2 separate regions of the Sus scrofa genome follow, and region 1 is linked to region 2. Evidence: chromatin contacts called from public HiChIP or PLAC-seq data. All regions are on one chromosome and are shown on one strand. The core of a region is the stretch at or near the end of the contact, and the rest is flanking DNA. Distances in the headings are between cores, read along the strand shown.

Region 1 (5,141 bases), core at 2,520-5,019, 280 kb before region 2:
CTCAAATTGCTGGTGGCTACCTTGAGGCCATCTGAAAAAATATGCTTGGCTCTGAAGACAACTTCCTTATTCTGCCCACTGGGCCGCTTCCACTGACTACAGAACTGGGGTGTGCTTGAGAAAGGTTTGGGACCACAACTACAATCCTTGCTAAGGTTGCCTCCTTCAAGCTGCCTCTTAGAACCCACTGCCTGGGTGCATTTCTCTTGCAGGACTTTGCTAGGAGCAATAATCGGCAGCCAATACAAACCAGTTTCCATGAGTTAGTTTCTGTTAGCACCTGATTACCTTTCAAGGCATCGTAGATGACAGATATGCCATACGTTTTCCTATAACATATCAGTGGTCACCAACTTACCAACATACAAAAGTTTTCTTTGCTACCTGCAGTCCAGTTTCTAAACCAACACCACTAGTTTTAGGCTTTTAAAGCAGTGCTACTTCCAGATGCCAAATTTTGCATTAGTTAGGATACAGATTTAAAGACCCAACTTTTATTCTTCACTTGTTCTTTCTTTCTTTTGCTTTTTAGGGCCGCACCTGCGGCACATGAAAATTCCCAGGCTAGGGGTTGAATCAGCTACAGCTGCCAGCCCACGCCACAGCCACAGCAACGCAGGATCCTTAACCCACTGAGCGAGGCCAGGGATTGAACCTGCATCCTCATGGATCCTAGTCGGGTTCGTTAACCGCTGAGCCACGAAGGGAACTCTGTAAAGACCCAACTTTAAAATGACTGAAACAAGGAAGTATATTTCTCTCATACCTAGGGTGACTCTGAAAACTTTAACAAGCCTTTTCCATCTTGGTCACAGATAGCTGCTCTAGCTCCTGACATTTCATTACGACTCCAGCCATGGGGGCGGTGGGAGGAAGATGGGAACTCATGCTCTTTCTTTTAAGTCCTGACCTGGAAGTTGCTCACAACACTACCATTCACATGGGCCAGATTTAGTCACAAGGTCATATTTAACTGCAAGGGTTGAAAATTTAGGTCTTTCTTAGAGGCAGTCATTCCAACTAAAGTTTGAATGATGCTGTTTCTAAAGAAAGAAGAGAGATACTGGGAGACAACCGGCTGTCTCTGCCACAGAATGTTTTTGTTCTCATTTTTACATTCAGGGAAACGAGCTCAGAAAAAACAAGCAATGCTTTCCAAGGTCAAATGGCAGAGCATGAATTTTAATCAGGTCCATCTGACCCCAAAGCAGATTTTCCGTCTCATCCAGCCAACATATTTTGGCCATCAAGGTGCACGCTGTTTACTTAGAAATAAAAGATATTTTCGTGTGAATAGCTATTCACACAGTGACCAGCCCGGGTACACACAGAATGTGGCTATAAGGAGATCAGAGCAGTAAGGGTAATGCAATTAGGGAAGGCTATTAAAACAATTTTTTTGGCTTTTTTTTTTTTTTTTTTTAAACAGCGGCTCCCTCAGCCTGTGGAATTTCCCAGGCTAGGGGTCGAAATGGAGCTACAGCTGCAACTTAGGATCTACCTGAGCCATGTCTGAGACCTACACCCCAGCTCACAGCAATGCCAGATCCTTAATCCACTGAGTGAGGCCAGGGATGGAACCCATGTCCTCATGGATACTAGTCAGGTCCTATACCACTGAGCCGCAACGAGAACTCCAAAATTTTTTTTTTTATTATAGGTGATTTACAATGTTTTGTCAATTTCTGCTGTACAGCAAAGCAACCCAGTTACACACACACACACACACACACATATATATATACATTCTTTTTCTCATATTATCTTCCATTATGCTCTATCACAATAGATTGGACATAGTTCCCTGTGCTCTACAGCAAGGAAGACTTTTTAAAAAGAGGAGCCCCTGGAGTTCCTGTTGTGGCGCAGTGATTAACGAATCCGACTGGGAACCATGAGGTTGTGGGTTCGATCCCTGCCCTTGCTCAGTGGGTTGACGATGCGGTGTTGCCGTGAGCTGTGGTGTAGGTCGCAGACGTGGCTCAGATCCTGCGTTGCTGTGGCTCTGGCGTAGGCTAGTGGCTACAGCTCTGATTCGACCCCTAGCCTGGGAACCTCCATATGCTGTGGGAGCGGACCAAGAAATAGCAAAAAGACAAAAATAAATAAATAAATAAATAAAATAAAAAAATAAAAGAGGAGCCCCTGATGCTGGTCCTGTGGGTGGAATGTGTCTGAGGTGGAGGGGAGAAAGGGGTATTGCAGGAGAAGGCAGAGGTTGAGCCTGTTCCGTCTCTGGCTTGGCTGTGAAGGTGGTCCCGGGGCAGAAGAAGGTGGGGGGCCTTTGGGATTCAAGGCACAGCATAGCTCTGGTGATGGTAGGCGTGATCTTTCTCCCTTTTGAGGTGTCCCATTGGCTGTGCTTTTTTTTTTTTTTTTTCCTTTTTACGGTGGCACCTGCAGCACCTGGAAGTTCTTAGTCCAGGGCTCGAATCGGAGCTGCAGCTGCAGGCCTACACCATAGCCACAGCAATACCAGATCCAAGCTGCATCTGTGAACTATGCCGCAGCTTGCAGCAACGCTGGATCCTTAACCCACTGGGCAAGGCCAGGGATCGAACCTGCATCCTCATGGATGCTAGTCAAATTCTTAAAGGGCTGAGCCTCAATGGGAACTCCCCATTAGCGATGCTTTTCATGTTCATCACCAGGGAGCAGACAGGCAGAGGCCACAGGGATGCTGCAGAAGAAGAGCTGCATTTGCCCCCTGTACCACCAAAGACACCCACGGACGGCAAGCCCCTTCCCTCTTGTCTCCTCCACCTGCCCCTTAGGCAATATAGGGGCCTTGAGAACTGATGAGAATATGTTCATTACATTCATCGAGAAACCCAGTAACCCGTTACTGAGTGTCTGTCCAGTCCATGGCGAGACTGGGATGGAAGAGCCTGGAAAGAAGAGAGGGAGGGAGGGACAGAGAGGGGAGCTGGAGCAGCTGGGTCAGCGTTACCAATTTGGACAGTGACTCAGGCCCCAGGAATGCCAAGGAAGGGGGGGTGGGCCGCCACGGAGCCTGCTGGGATTCCGTTGGCACCAGGAGACAGAGGGAGAGCGCACACAGTGGGGTGGGGGGCCTGGGGCTCCTGCACACCTGGATCTACCTCTGCAGGTAGAAACAGGTGTCTCTCACACTGTGGACTGGCACAGGCCCCATGCCTTCAAGCCCACTTCATACCTGGAAGGCGATCTCACAACTCCCCGCCTGCCCCAACCATCCCACTCCACCAGAGAGAAGGACGGTCTCCTGGGACTCAGAGGGGGACATCTGGACACACACTGGCCATCCTCCCGGGACCACCCACGAACTCCGCCTCCCCAGCCTCCCAGCTGGCTGCAACTAGCCCTTTCTAACCCCAGTGCCACCCACGACCGGAGTTTGTACAAGGAAGAAAGTTAAGCTCAACTTGCTTGCATTTTCCCTCCTTTGGCGCCTGACAAATGAGAGAGGCCCTCACGGTAGGAACACAGCGGGGGCTCTGAGAGCTCCCCTCCTCCCACCCCAGTTCCAAGCTGCTTCCCCCACAGCAGGATCCTTCTCACCTGTCCTCGGAGACCCAGGAGACAGCCCGGGACCAGGCATCAAGATTCCAGGTGGGCCCCACCCCTCCCCAGGGGCCCCCAGGCTGCTGGGCTGGAGCAGCTGAGCGGGTGGACCCCTTCCACCCTGCTCCCTGCCACCCAATCAGAGAGAACCCGATCCAGGAGGGCAGGGTGCCAGGGGTCGGGCCCAGAATAGTGCTGCCCAGATACAGTGTTGCGCACTCCTCCATGGAGCTTGCCGAGCTAGAGCAGGCACTGCGCAGGGTCCCGGGGTCCCGGGGGGGCTGGGAGCTGGAGCAGCTGAGGCCAGAGGGCAGAGGGCCCACCACTGCGGATGTGCGTACGCGTGCGTGCTTGCATAGCCAGGATTTTCTGTGTATATATATATGAGTGTGAGGGGGTCCGCATGTATATACTCCTTGTGTAAGTGAGTCTGTGCGGTTCTGTGTGTGTCTGAGTGTGTGTGTTTGGGTAGGTAGTGTGCGTTAGTGTTTGGGGCTGGGTGTTTGTGTGTTTGTGTATACATGGGTGGGGGGGTGTTTGTGCGCACCCGTGCCTGTGTGCTGGGAAGGGATTTCCGTGTGGTCCAGAACGTGGGGCGTCTTCCCCACCCCAAAAGTCACTCTTCTCCACACAGACTCCCTCCTGGAGCAGCCTCGGGGGACCTGAGCATCAAGGTAGGTGGGGCTGCCCCTGCTCGCGGGCCCAGGCTCTTCTCCCACCTCCTTTTCTTCCACGTCTTCAGGACCCCAATCTCCCCCACTCCACTCGCCTGGCTCTTGTCTTCCTCTCCTTTGCCTTCTTTGTTCCGCTTTGTTTCTTCTTCCTCCCTCTCCCTCACCTCCTCCCTCTTTCAAAAGAGTAGAGGGGGCATCTATAGAGTCTGGAGATTGGGACTCTCTTGACTTTCTCGCTTACTAGCTGTGTGATTTGTGGCAAATTGCTTCACCTCTCTGAGCTCAGGTCTCTCGTTAGTAAAACAGGGCTGATAGCCATGCCCTTCGGATAAGATTGCCGTGAGGGTTGAATGAGAAATTTGTTGGAGGACAAGCCCTTTGAAGCTTCCCAATATTAAATATTATTATTAGTAACATTTTAATGGAATTTATTGTGTTACTCCCCATTAACCAAACAGGTCCCATTCTCCCTTGCAGAGATGAGCTTCCTAGAGCAAGGAGAGAGCCGTTCATGGCCATCCCGAGCTGTAACCACCAGCTCAGAAAGAAGCCATGGGGACCAGGGGAACAAGGCCTCTAGATGGACAAGGCAGGAGGATGTAGAGGAAGGGGGGCCTCCGGGCCCGAGGGAAGGTGAGTTCAAGGCCAGTTCTGGGGAGCTGGGACTGGGGGCAGTGGGCAGTCCTCAAACCTGGGGCCCGTCTCTGGTCTGGTCCCTCCATAACACAGGCACATAACATCATGCAGCCAGTCTCCCCACAAGGGGGAGGACAACTGCATTGCTGATCCAGGGGTCCAGGGATCCAAGGTGGCCAACTCAGGACAGAGCCACTGTCTTCTCTGTGACTCTCTGAGACTCAGCTCTCTCACCTGCAAAATGGGGCCACAGCATTCAGGCTTCCCAAGGTTGCAATGAGGATGAAT
Region 2 (4,975 bases), core at 2,127-4,626:
AAGATATTTTCCAAATTATCTCAGTTCCTCCATCTAGTGAGTAACATCCTGCATTCACTGATGATCATATTCTCCTTTGATAGTACTATCTTCCTAGCTGAAATGATGATTTACTTGTTACTTAAAGAAACAAAGGTGCATATAAACACAAATTTTCATCATTAAGCAAAAAGTAAGCATCTCCCCAAGCCATTTAGATTATTACAGGCATTGTTGCATATATTATCAACGCTTTTCAGTTTTTAGTGCGTGTTATGCACCATTAGTGTCCCTTTATCCAGATCAGAATCATACAGGCAGTTTCGCCTAATGGAAAGCATTAAGAATTGGTTCAACTTTTCTTTCTTTCTTTTTTTTTTTTTCCTGTCTTTTTGCCATTTCTTGGGCCACTCCCTTGGCATATGGAGGTTCCCAGGCTAGAGGTCGAATCGGAGCTGTAGCTGCTAGCCTATGCCAGAGCCACAGCAGCGCGGGATCTGAGCGTGTCTGTGACCTACACCACAGCTCACGGCAACGCCGGATCCTTAACCCACTGAGCAAGGGCAGGGATCAAACCCACAACTTCATGGTTCCTAGTTGGGATTCGCTAACCACTGCGCCACAACGGGAACTCCTGGCTCAACTTTTCTATGCTTTAGTCTCCTCACCAACCAAAGAGTCTAGCGAATGAGTGGTACAAAGAAACTTGTTAGAGCTTCTGCGTGATCCAAACAGCGTAACCGGTGAAAGTGTACCTAAAAACTCAATTTTTAACTAAAGGCAAGGCATTGTAAATTTAACCGAAGAAACGTGTTGAGTACTCATTATAAGTAGAGAAGTACAACTTTAATGGCCATTCAAAAGATGTACTAGAGAGCAACTGAAAAGAAAAGAAATTGAATAGGTAGACTTGGGGGAGGCACAGGGGAAAGACCAGCTATCAAAGCCTAGAAAAGATACAATCAAATTTTGGAGAAGGACAAGCATCCCTTGTTTAACTTGCCCCTCTCCTACAAGCAGCAACCTCATCTTCTGACTGGCTTCTTCCAGAATTATACAAATTATACATATAATTTGGGAGAAGAAGAAGACACCAAAAAGCTGAGGAAATTGCAATCACCTAATTGAGAGCTCAGGAGGCAGAGATGTCATAGGCCCTGGAGATGACAATGTTGTCCATAGCCATAGTCCAAAGCTGCACTCAGTTCACCTTTCCATTTTTTATATTTAAAGTTTAGGCAATTTTTTGGTTCTCTAGTTAGGATTTATATCATTTTTCCTGGTAATGCAACTTCAGTACATTACCCTTGCCTTAAGCCACTTCACCCTCGTGAAACTAAAGTGGAACGGGCATTCAGAAGAGCGCGCTCAAATCATACGATCCCATTTTCCCACAACGGCTCTCTGCTCTCAGTAGTCGTCTCCCTCATCGACACCATCATTCACCAAAGTATTTGAGCCCTAACTTTGTGCCAGGAACTGTCCTGGCATCAGGGTAACCAAACAAACAGGACCCACATGACCCCATGTATCCTCTCAAACGGGGGACAAATATCAAATAAGCAAATGAACACACAAATTACAAATTGGGATCAATTCTGTGAAGGGTGAGTACTCTAACAGAGAAAAGTTGGGGGTTACAGAACTACTTTATTTATTCATTCATTCATTTTAGGCTGCACCTGCAGCATCTGGAAGTTCCCGGGCAAGGGGTCCGATTGGAACTTCAGCTGCTGGCCTACACCACAGCCACGGCAAGCGCAGAAGCTGAGCCGCTCTGACACCTCCACTGCAGCTTGCTGTTACGCCGGATTCTCAACTCACTGAGGGAGGCCGAGGATCGAACCTGCATCCTCATGGACACTCTGTTGGGTTCTTAACCCGCTGAGCCACAAACGAAACTACCAGAACTACTTCAAATAGGGTGGTCAGGCAAGGAGACTGAGATAGAGACCTGAGGAAGAGAAGCCGACATCTATAGCAAAGGAAGGAGGTGGGGGAGTGTCTGTGTGTGAGTATGTGTGTGTGTGAGAGAGAGAGCATTCTAGGAATAGAGATCAGAAGGTGCAAGCTGGAGTGTAAAAGCATAGGGAGAAAAGATGGAACTGAGGCCAGTGTAGCTGGAGCCTGCGGAGCAGTGACAAGAGACTGAAAACGAGGGTCAGGAACATAACGTTCAGGGAGGACCTTGTAGGCCGAGGCAAGGAGTCTGGATATTATCTCAATGCAATGGGAAGCCATAGGATTACTTCAGGCAGGTTGATTTACACTGTTTTTCTTGGTGAAAGATCACGCTGGTAAAACGAGATGTGAAAAAAGGTTGTAATCTCAGAGAATCGAAAGTCAAACGTAGTAACTGTTCACTTCTCCGGGTCTCGGATTTTGCATCTGTAAAGCAAGTGGCATGAGCTAAAAGCCATTTCCTCCCCGCCGCGATGTGCCTAGGCTGGGAGTTTCGACAGCATGGGTCATGTCAGACAAACTGCGGAACTCCCCTCGCTCCGCCGACGCCAAGCACGCAACTGACGCCCTGAAACTGTTGGTCAAGCAAATGAATCAATGAATGGCGGGTCGGGGCTGCGAAGGAGGCGCTCTGGCCGCGGGACCAGGCCCCGGGGCCTGAAAAGAACGCACTACGCGGCACGCCAGAGGCCGCGAGAGCCGGCCGGCGAGGAAAGCGGGGGCCTGCTCCGCCACAGCCAAGCGCGGCGAGGAGGGAGGCCCGGGCCTCGCGGGTTGAGGGCAGGAGGAGCAGGACTCCCGGACCGAGACAGGGAGCTGGAAAAGAAGGCCGAAACGCGGGGTTAAGGAAGGCTTCTGGGCCCCAGGCCTGGCGGCCCGGGCACTTACCGCAGCCGTCGCCAGACTGTGCATGTTGGGAGCGGCCGCCGCTCTCCTCCAACTGCCGGACGCGCCGGACTCGCGTCCCAGCTTCAGCGCCTCTGCCGCCAAAGATGATGAGCCGCCGCAGCCGCCATCCGCCTCCGGCTCGCTCCGCCCCCTTCGCAGCCCTCTGACCTTTCACCTCTGACCCCTCCCACACTACCTCTTCCCGCCTCTCAGCTCTCCAAAGAGTTAACAGTCCTAGAGTTTATCCTTTGTCCCTTAAGATTCAGGACCAGAAGGACGTCTGCCACCTACTAGTCCTCGCATTCCCCGGCTCGGAGCAGGTATCCCCATAGAGGGGCGTGAACTCTGAGCCTCCTCCAGAGGCCAGTAAAGGGCGGGAAAAACCCGGCAGTCTGGAGGGGACAAGTAGTGCGCATGCCCAACAGGGCTGACGCGGAGGGAAATGGTGGGCGGTGCAAAGTGCGTGAGATGGATAGTGCGCGTGCGTACTACGATCAGTACAGGGGCGGGGCTACCTCTGCGAGATTTCCCTCGGTGCTGGGGCGGGGCGAGGGCGTAGGAGGGGCGGAGTTTCCAGGCTTTCGCGCACGCACCTCGTCTGGTCGCGTCGAGTGTGCGTGCGTGCGTGCGTGTTTGCGTGTGGTCACAGTTCCCGCCATCAGCCGCTCTCCCTGACTGGGGGAGTGAGCGGCCCCTCTCTTTCGTGTTTGGTGTCCCTTCCTTCCTTACCCCCAGCTCCTCCCCCTCCGCTTGGACTCCGTGCTTCCGGCAGGCCTGTCCGGCGCTCCGGACTCGCGGGCACAGGTAAGGCGGGCCCGGCGAGCGTCTCCACAGAGCCGTTTTACCCTGGCCCCCCCACCCCCCGCCCCTTGCGGTCCGCCCACTCGGCGTTCACTCCTCTGGAGTTCGTCCGGCTGCTGCTCAGCCCGCCCCCATCCCCGCGACGCCCCCTCTGGCCTCACAGGTACTCTACTTGGGTCTTCCCCCAGGCTTTCCCCCTCCTTTGACCTGGTCTTTTACTGTCACTCGCTCCCCCCCGCAACTCAAACCTGGCTCCTTTTTGCTGGGGGCTGTCCTCCGCTGCGCCCCCCTTAGCGAGGCCTGCTATCACTTAAGGTGACTTCCGTTGCCGCACGTCCATCAGGCCTTGGGACATGATACTGTTTCATTCTATTGACCATTCTTCATCTTCTCTCCCTTAACCATCTCTTAACTAAAAAGCATGAATTGTATTTTTGTCGTGGTTTTGGTTGGTTGTTCCCCATCTTTAGCCATCGGATCAGATTGTCAGGTTTACCCGTTGTAGGTCATGACACGAAAAGATAATTGATGACAAAATCCTCTTTCTGGAGAGTTGGCCTGGAGTAATTTTATAATCCTTTCAAAATGTAGTTTCTGTGTAAATGCCTATTTTGTGGAGGCACTATCCGACATGTCTAACTGGAAAAGCTATCAGAGGATGTCAAGTAGGCAGTTGATTATACTGGGTTTGCGCTCAGAATAGAGTTCTGAGTGGATATATAGGCAGATGTGTGTGTATATAACTATATACAGGTCTGTGCGTGCATGTATATATATCTATATCTATATGTATATATCTGTTATGTTGAAAGTAATTGAAGCTCTGGTTGTGGATGAAATTGCCTAAAAAGAGTACAGTGCTAGAAAGGAAGGGGACCTCGGATGGGGCACTGAGGAATTCTTGGCATTTCGTAGCTGGATAGAGGAGTACAAGTTTTGTAGAAAAGGTGAAAGAAGTTATCAGTAGTGTTGAATTCCGGGAGTTCCTATAGTGGCTCAGCGGTAACGAACCCCAGACTAGTAACCATGAGGACTCAGGTTCCATCCCTGGCCTCACTCAGTGGGTTAAGAATCCAGCATTGCTATGAGCTGTGGTGTAGGTTGCAGAGAAGGTTTGGATCCCACGTTGCTGTGGCTGTGGTGTAGGCCTGCAGCTGCAGCTCCGATTGGACCCCTAGCCTACTAATTCCATATGCCATGGATGTGGCCCTAAAAAGCCAAAAAAAAACAAAAAACAAAAAACCAAAAAAAAAAAGTGTTGAATTCTGCTGAAAGGTAAAATTGAATGAAGACTGAAAAGTCCGGTGAATTAAAGTAGTTGATAATTGTAGCAAGAGATGTTTAA

What was found. HiChIP or PLAC-seq counts read pairs in DNA pulled down with a chosen protein or histone mark.
Region 1: a contact with region 2 is called in an H3K27ac HiChIP or PLAC-seq map of skeletal muscle. The contact joins the promoter of PRKAG3 here to the promoter of USP37 in region 2. A contact is called at or near these places in 1 of 5 promoter capture datasets (fetal liver) and 1 of 2 datasets of contacts at active chromatin or transcription factors (skeletal muscle).

Annotation. Positions count from the first base shown.
Region 1 is chr15:120,864,936-120,870,076 of Sscrofa11.1, reverse strand. PRKAG3 (protein kinase, AMP-activated, gamma 3 non-catalytic subunit) reads left to right here and starts at 3,769. Exons shown (of 13, transcript NM_214077.1): 1 at 3,769-3,876; 2 at 4,178-4,217; 3 at 4,695-4,850. The coding sequence starts at 3,769.
Region 2 is chr15:120,588,631-120,593,605 of Sscrofa11.1, reverse strand. It overlaps USP37 (ubiquitin carboxyl-terminal hydrolase 37), which reads left to right and starts at 3,376. Exons shown (of 24, transcript XM_003133658.6): 1 at 3,376-3,633. It overlaps CNOT9 (cell differentiation protein RCD1 homolog), which reads right to left and starts at 3,252. Exons shown (of 9, transcript XM_001925220.5): 1 at 2,830-3,252. The coding sequence starts at 2,853.